Regions from separate parts of the Sus scrofa genome. Here region 1 is linked to region 2. The links are chromatin contacts, called in public Hi-C maps. All regions are on one chromosome and are shown on one strand. The core of a region is the stretch at or near the end of the contact, and the rest is flanking DNA. Distances in the headings are between cores, read along the strand shown. Region 1 overlaps TP63 (tumor protein 63). Region 2 overlaps TPRG1 (tumor protein p63-regulated gene 1 protein).

Region 1 (2,700 bases), core at 132-2,631, 480 kb before region 2:
GCAGTGGTTAACGAATCCGACTAGGAACCATGAGGTTGCGGGTTCGGTCCCTGCCCTTGCTCAGTGGGTTAACGATCCGGCGTTGCCGTGAGCTGTGGTGTAGGTTGCAGACACGGCTCGGATCCCAAGTTGCTGTGGCTCTGGTGTAGGCCGATAGCTACGGCTCCAATTAGACCCCTAGCCTGGGAACCTCCATATGCCGCAGGAGCGGCCCAAAGAAATAGCAAAAAGACAAAAAAAAAAAAAAAAAAAAAAGACAGAATGAATGCTTAAAGTTCTTAACCACATTATATTTAGTACCAATTTAGAGCACTCTCTGTAGTATACTTTTCAGAAACAGTATGTTCCAGGGACTGAAACAGGAAAAAAACATTTAATTCATTTCCTGATTCTTCTTTTCAGATGCTTGGGTGTCTAGGCAGGTAATTTACAATGTCTTTCTTTTGGCCCAGTTCCTATAGATAGATTTTGAAATACTGTATCTGTCAAGAAAAGTTTGAATCCTTCTTTGGGTGCCAGTAAAAATTTTAAGTAGTTATTTTTTGTTTGTTTGAACAGTAAATATCCTTTGTCACACATTCGTCTCTAACATTCAGCAAAAAGGAATGGAGAGATTTTATAATTCACTTCACTGAACTGAGTTGAGGGCTAACTCCAGGTCAAAGTACATCTTTCCAGTTATTGATTTTGTAAAGTAGAACTGTTTTGTTTTGTTTTGGCACAGCATTTTTTTTTTTTTTCTTTTTCATTATACACTGAACTGAAGTAAAAGATGCTTCCATTTCTGTGGGCTATGGTTAGATATATTATTTTTACCCAGTAAAAGCATTTTACCAGAAAGTATTAATTCTTATATTTAGGATAAGAAATACAAAGAAGGATTAAAGATTTCTTTCAATATGTTTTTTTTTTTTTTTTCATAAATAAGGAAACTGAAGCCCAAAGCAGTAAGACGGCCTGGCCAAAGCCATCAAGCCAGTCACTGGCTTTCTGGCCAGAGCTCATCCTTCTTCAATCAATAAAACTTCCTCCCAGACACTTCCAGGGCAAGGCAGAACCAGAAAGAACAGAAGGTGTTTCTTTCTCTGGCCAACAATAGACATCTGTAGGATGAATAGCCAAGAGGAATCCTAAGAGAAGAAAGTAAAAGCATAACCCCAAAAATTCCCCGACACTTGAGGACTATATCCTTTGACTTGTTTGTTACTGTAGCCCTGATAAGAAGTAGCTCTTAAAAAACTGCAGGAAATGTACAATATTAGGACTCAAAACAACCCCAATCACCAGGAAGTAGGTTTCTGTCTCTGGAATATACACTGCAAATCCACTCCTAACCGCACACTCACCTTCACTTCCCCCATCTTATCTCTTATCTGAACTATTGCAACAGCCTCCCTGCCTTTGGTCTTCCCACCTCCAACCCATTGCCAGTTATCTTCCTCTAGTACAATATGATGTCATTCCCCCTACTCAAAGCCCTTCCAAGTCTCCTCCATGCCTGCAAGATGGGAGTCAAATCCCTTAGGATGATTCAGAGGCCCTCTCCATCTGGCTCTGTGAACTCCTCTCCAGCCTCATTTCCTGCTCCTCAGCCATTCCTCCAAATATTGTGTGGTCCGGAGATGCCAGACCCTTTCCTACCCCTAGACTTACACAGCATGGTTGTGTCTCCATGCCTTCACTTACCTGGATCCTCTACCTGAAATGTCCTCTTTTTCTCCATAGTGAGACCCAGCTCATCCTGGGAGAGCCAATTTTAAATGTTAAGTCCTCTGTGAAGCTGGACAAATCCGTCTGTTTCCTGTACTGCATCACACTTTGCTCAGACAAGGATATCATCTGACAAATATTTGCTGAAACCCATTATATGTGCCAGCACTGAGATAACAGAGATGAAAAGACCAGGTTACTGCGTCTGAGTTCACAGGGTAATGGTGAGACAGCCATGCTGCACACTGGGATTCTGAATATATGCACAAAATGTAATGAACATAAGAGAAGGAACTCCTGAGTAAGTGTGTATGTTGCCGGGGAGCGGGGGGGGGGGGGGGGGTCCGGGGGAGGGGAGGGTGCATGGCAAAGGAAGGCTTCCTGGACAATTAAGGCTTTCAGTGAGTTTTAAAGGCTGAGTAGGAGTCTGCCTGGCAGACAAGGAGGGTGGTAAGTAGGGGGACATTCCAGACAGATTATAGCACCTGTCACACTGAATTACAGCTTGGTTTATCAGTTTGCCCTGATAGACTGTGAGCCTTTTGAAGAAGGGCTAACTTACCTATGAACAGAGTGACCCTACAGCATCGAGCTCCAGCAGTAACTAGCATGGTCTGCGCAGGAACTGCTCAGCTGCCGCACCGGCCTGTGGGCTCCCACCCTGCCCTACCCACAACCTACAAGAAAGATTGTTTACAACTACAAGAGGAGCAAATTGAGCCTCAGAGGGGTCTAGTCCCTCGCTTACTTGTAAGCTGTGGAGCTATGCCTGCTTTTCTTCCAAGGGTGCATTCTGGTGCTCAAGGAAATGCATTTTGAAATGGAAGGTGTGCTTCAGTGGATTGCAGCAACCAAGACTTAATGGGGTGGTGGGGGGAGTTCTTCAACTTAGCTTCAATGATGGTGCCTGCATGAATGTGCGTATAGTAAAAAACAGGCAAAGCATCGAGTGGGGAAATCCTCTAACAGCCCTGATAAGTGTACACTTGG
Region 2 (2,700 bases), core at 169-2,668:
TGGCCTCCAGCAATGTCTGCTTTCTGATATGCCATGCCCTTATGTGACGGCCACCCCTTGAGTGTGAGCTGGATTTATTGACTTGCCTCCAGTGAATAGAATATGGCAGAGGTGATGAGCTGTCCCTTCCAAGATCAGATTATCTGAAGACTGTGACTTCTATCTTGTTCAATCTCCCTTGTTCCCTCTCATTCCCTCCCTTGTTCCCTGGAAGGGAAGCCAGGAGTCATTGTCAGTAGCCTTAGGGAAATGCTTCTATGGCAGGAACCAATATCTCTGGATATCCACCAGTGAGGACCTGAGCCTGTCGACAGCAATGTGAACTTTAGCTTAAGATGCCATGTCCCCAGGGACCTGAACCAGAGGACCTGGCTAAGACACACCTATATTCCTGACCCAGAAACAAAAAAAATAGTACATGATTTTTAGTTTATGCTACCAAGTTTTGAGGTAAGTATTTACACAGCAATGGATAATTTACACACCCCAGCCTGTATCTCTTCTTCAAAGCACTGCCACTGTTGTAATTTTATACTTTATTAATGATCTGACTATGCCCTTGACTGAGAACTCCATGAGGGCAGAAACTCTCTCTTTAGCTCAATGACATCACAATACCCAGCCCAGTACCTGGAAATGGAAAGTTCTCAGTAAAAGTCAGTGGCGCCAATAGTTTATCCCAACCATGGAATTTTCCCATAGCCAAGCATGCACCCCAAATAATAAGCATTATAAATAAAGAGCATTTTCCACTTGTAGTCTCAGGGTTCCTTCTCTGCCTCCCCATCACATATGAAGAACACCCAATTCAGTCATCACGTGCCAGTGCCAAGGGTTCTACTAAGCCAAGTATTCTCACACCCATGCCTTCCTTTTCTCATCCACTGGCCCAGTTCAGGTCATTATAATCCCCACCTTGACCCTCAAAGAATCTCAGAATCTCTGCCTTAGCTGACTCCATTCTCCCATTTCTGTTTCCTCCAAACTGTCTCTTCCATCGTCACCACTCCTATCGTTCTGAAGCAAAATGCCAATTGTTTTAGGCTCCTCTCTGTGCCAACCTTCTACATCTCAGATCCTAAGATGACTAAAACCCAAATATCTCATACATTATCCAAAGTCATTCAAAAACTTCCACCAGACTTTCTCAACAGCTGGGACCCAGCCCCTAAGGAGACCCAGCATGGTCACAATAGTTAGCCATCTGTTTGTTGTGCCCGGAAGTCCTACTCCTCACTAGCTCTCTGCCCAAATCCTGCTCATCCTATAAAGACCCCCTCAGATTCTACTTCCCCTCTAAGACCTTCCCATGTCTCCAAGGAGAAATTTTCTCTCCCTCTCCTGCACCCATGGCACTGCTGACTTTCTCCCGAAGCACTAATCAAAGCCTAGTTAAAGTGTCAGTGCGTATGTGTCTGCCTTCCCAGGAGACTGTAAACATCCTGGGAGCAGAGTCCAGGTCTCATCACTGTCATCATCATGCTTGCCACGTGGCCACAGCTCAGGAAATTCTCCCTGAATGTAATCGAATTACTACTTGGAAAAAACATACTTTTAGGAAGCCACTTTTTATTTTCGACATGCTGTTGGGAGGGCAGATTATTAAATAAGTAGGGGTTTTTTTCAGGTTTTTTTTTTTTTTTTTTTTTTTTTTTTAAGCAGAGAGACCACAAATCACCTTTGAAGCCAAGAAAAAGATATGATTGGAGGGAAATGAATCGCAACCTTTAATCTTCCACTGAGTTTGGAAAAACAACAAAATGCCAGCTTTCAACCAGATCATTTCTTTTTAATTAAAAGTTAGCTGGATTCTTTTGGAGCACTCAGTTTTCTGGTCAAGTCAACAAAAAGTAACCAAGGCCATCCACACCCCCTCCCCTGCCCTTCCACCCCCACCTCTGGAGTTAGGCAACCCTTAGGAGCGGCAAACATTTGAGCTGTTTGCTCCGTGCTCATAATTAGATTGTCTAGACAGGAGATGTTGCTGGAGCAATAGGAAAATATTTTACAAGGTGTTCCGCAGAACCACACTTATAACAGTGATTAGGACCCACTGACAGACGCGAAGCCAGCAGAATTGGCCTGGGCCATGAGCCGGTTTCACCCAGAGCAGAGCAAAGCGGAGCAGAGGCCCTTTGAAGCTCTTGTCTGAGAAGGAGATGCCAAATCAGAACTCTAGGGGCACAGAGCAGCTCACTGGCCTTTGGATCCAAGGAAGCAAGGATTAGGTAGTGGAGTAATGTCTGAGATGCCCTCCCTTCTCATGCCTTCCTCCCACTGATAATAAGTCAACAGGGGGCAGCTCCTAGGTCCTGCATTTACCAGCATCTCTACAGACAGGATGAGGGGTGACCCCCTCCAGCAGTTTCCAAGCCTCACTCCTGCAACATTTCCTATCCCTCAGATTTTGTAGAAGACACATTTAAACAGTACAGAGAGAGAAACATATAATACCTGTTCTTGCAGGAAGGTATTTCTTGGCCTGACCTTCCTGCTTAGGTTTTGTTAGCACATGAGTGTGAAGCAACATTATTTTCCAGCAGAAAACCTCTTTTTTTCCACAGGAGTAATTGATTAGGTAAAATCATTCAGTCCTCTAAGATGATTTATTTTGGTAAAATTGATACATCAATGGAGCACTACAAAAGCACAGGGTTTCAAGACCAAAAAAAAAAAAAAAAAAAAAAGCAAAAAATATTT

What was found. Hi-C and Micro-C count contacts between places; a contact is called where the count stands out from the background.
Region 1: a contact with region 2 is called in a Hi-C map of liver, with 7 times the contacts expected there. The contact joins two enhancer-like sites. A contact is called at or near these places in 2 of 47 Hi-C or Micro-C datasets (embryonic fibroblasts and liver).

What each region holds. Positions count from the first base shown.
Region 1 is chr13:127,281,447-127,284,146 of Sscrofa11.1, reverse strand. The region is part of intron 5 of TP63 (tumor protein 63); the gene reads right to left. Among named protein-coding and RNA genes, the nearest start is that of TP63, 170 kb to the right of the region's middle. Within about 2 kb of position 1,381, at least 3 of the 83 cell types and tissues checked have an H3K27ac peak or open chromatin away from gene starts, as enhancers often do. A contact at or near this core is called in liver, where this site is marked.
Region 2 is chr13:126,798,154-126,800,853 of Sscrofa11.1, reverse strand. All of the region lies in intron 5 of TPRG1 (tumor protein p63-regulated gene 1 protein), which reads right to left. Among named protein-coding and RNA genes, the nearest start is that of TPRG1, 270 kb to the right of the region's middle. Within about 2 kb of position 1,418, at least 4 of the 83 cell types and tissues checked have an H3K27ac peak or open chromatin away from gene starts, as enhancers often do. A contact at or near this core is called in liver, where this site is marked.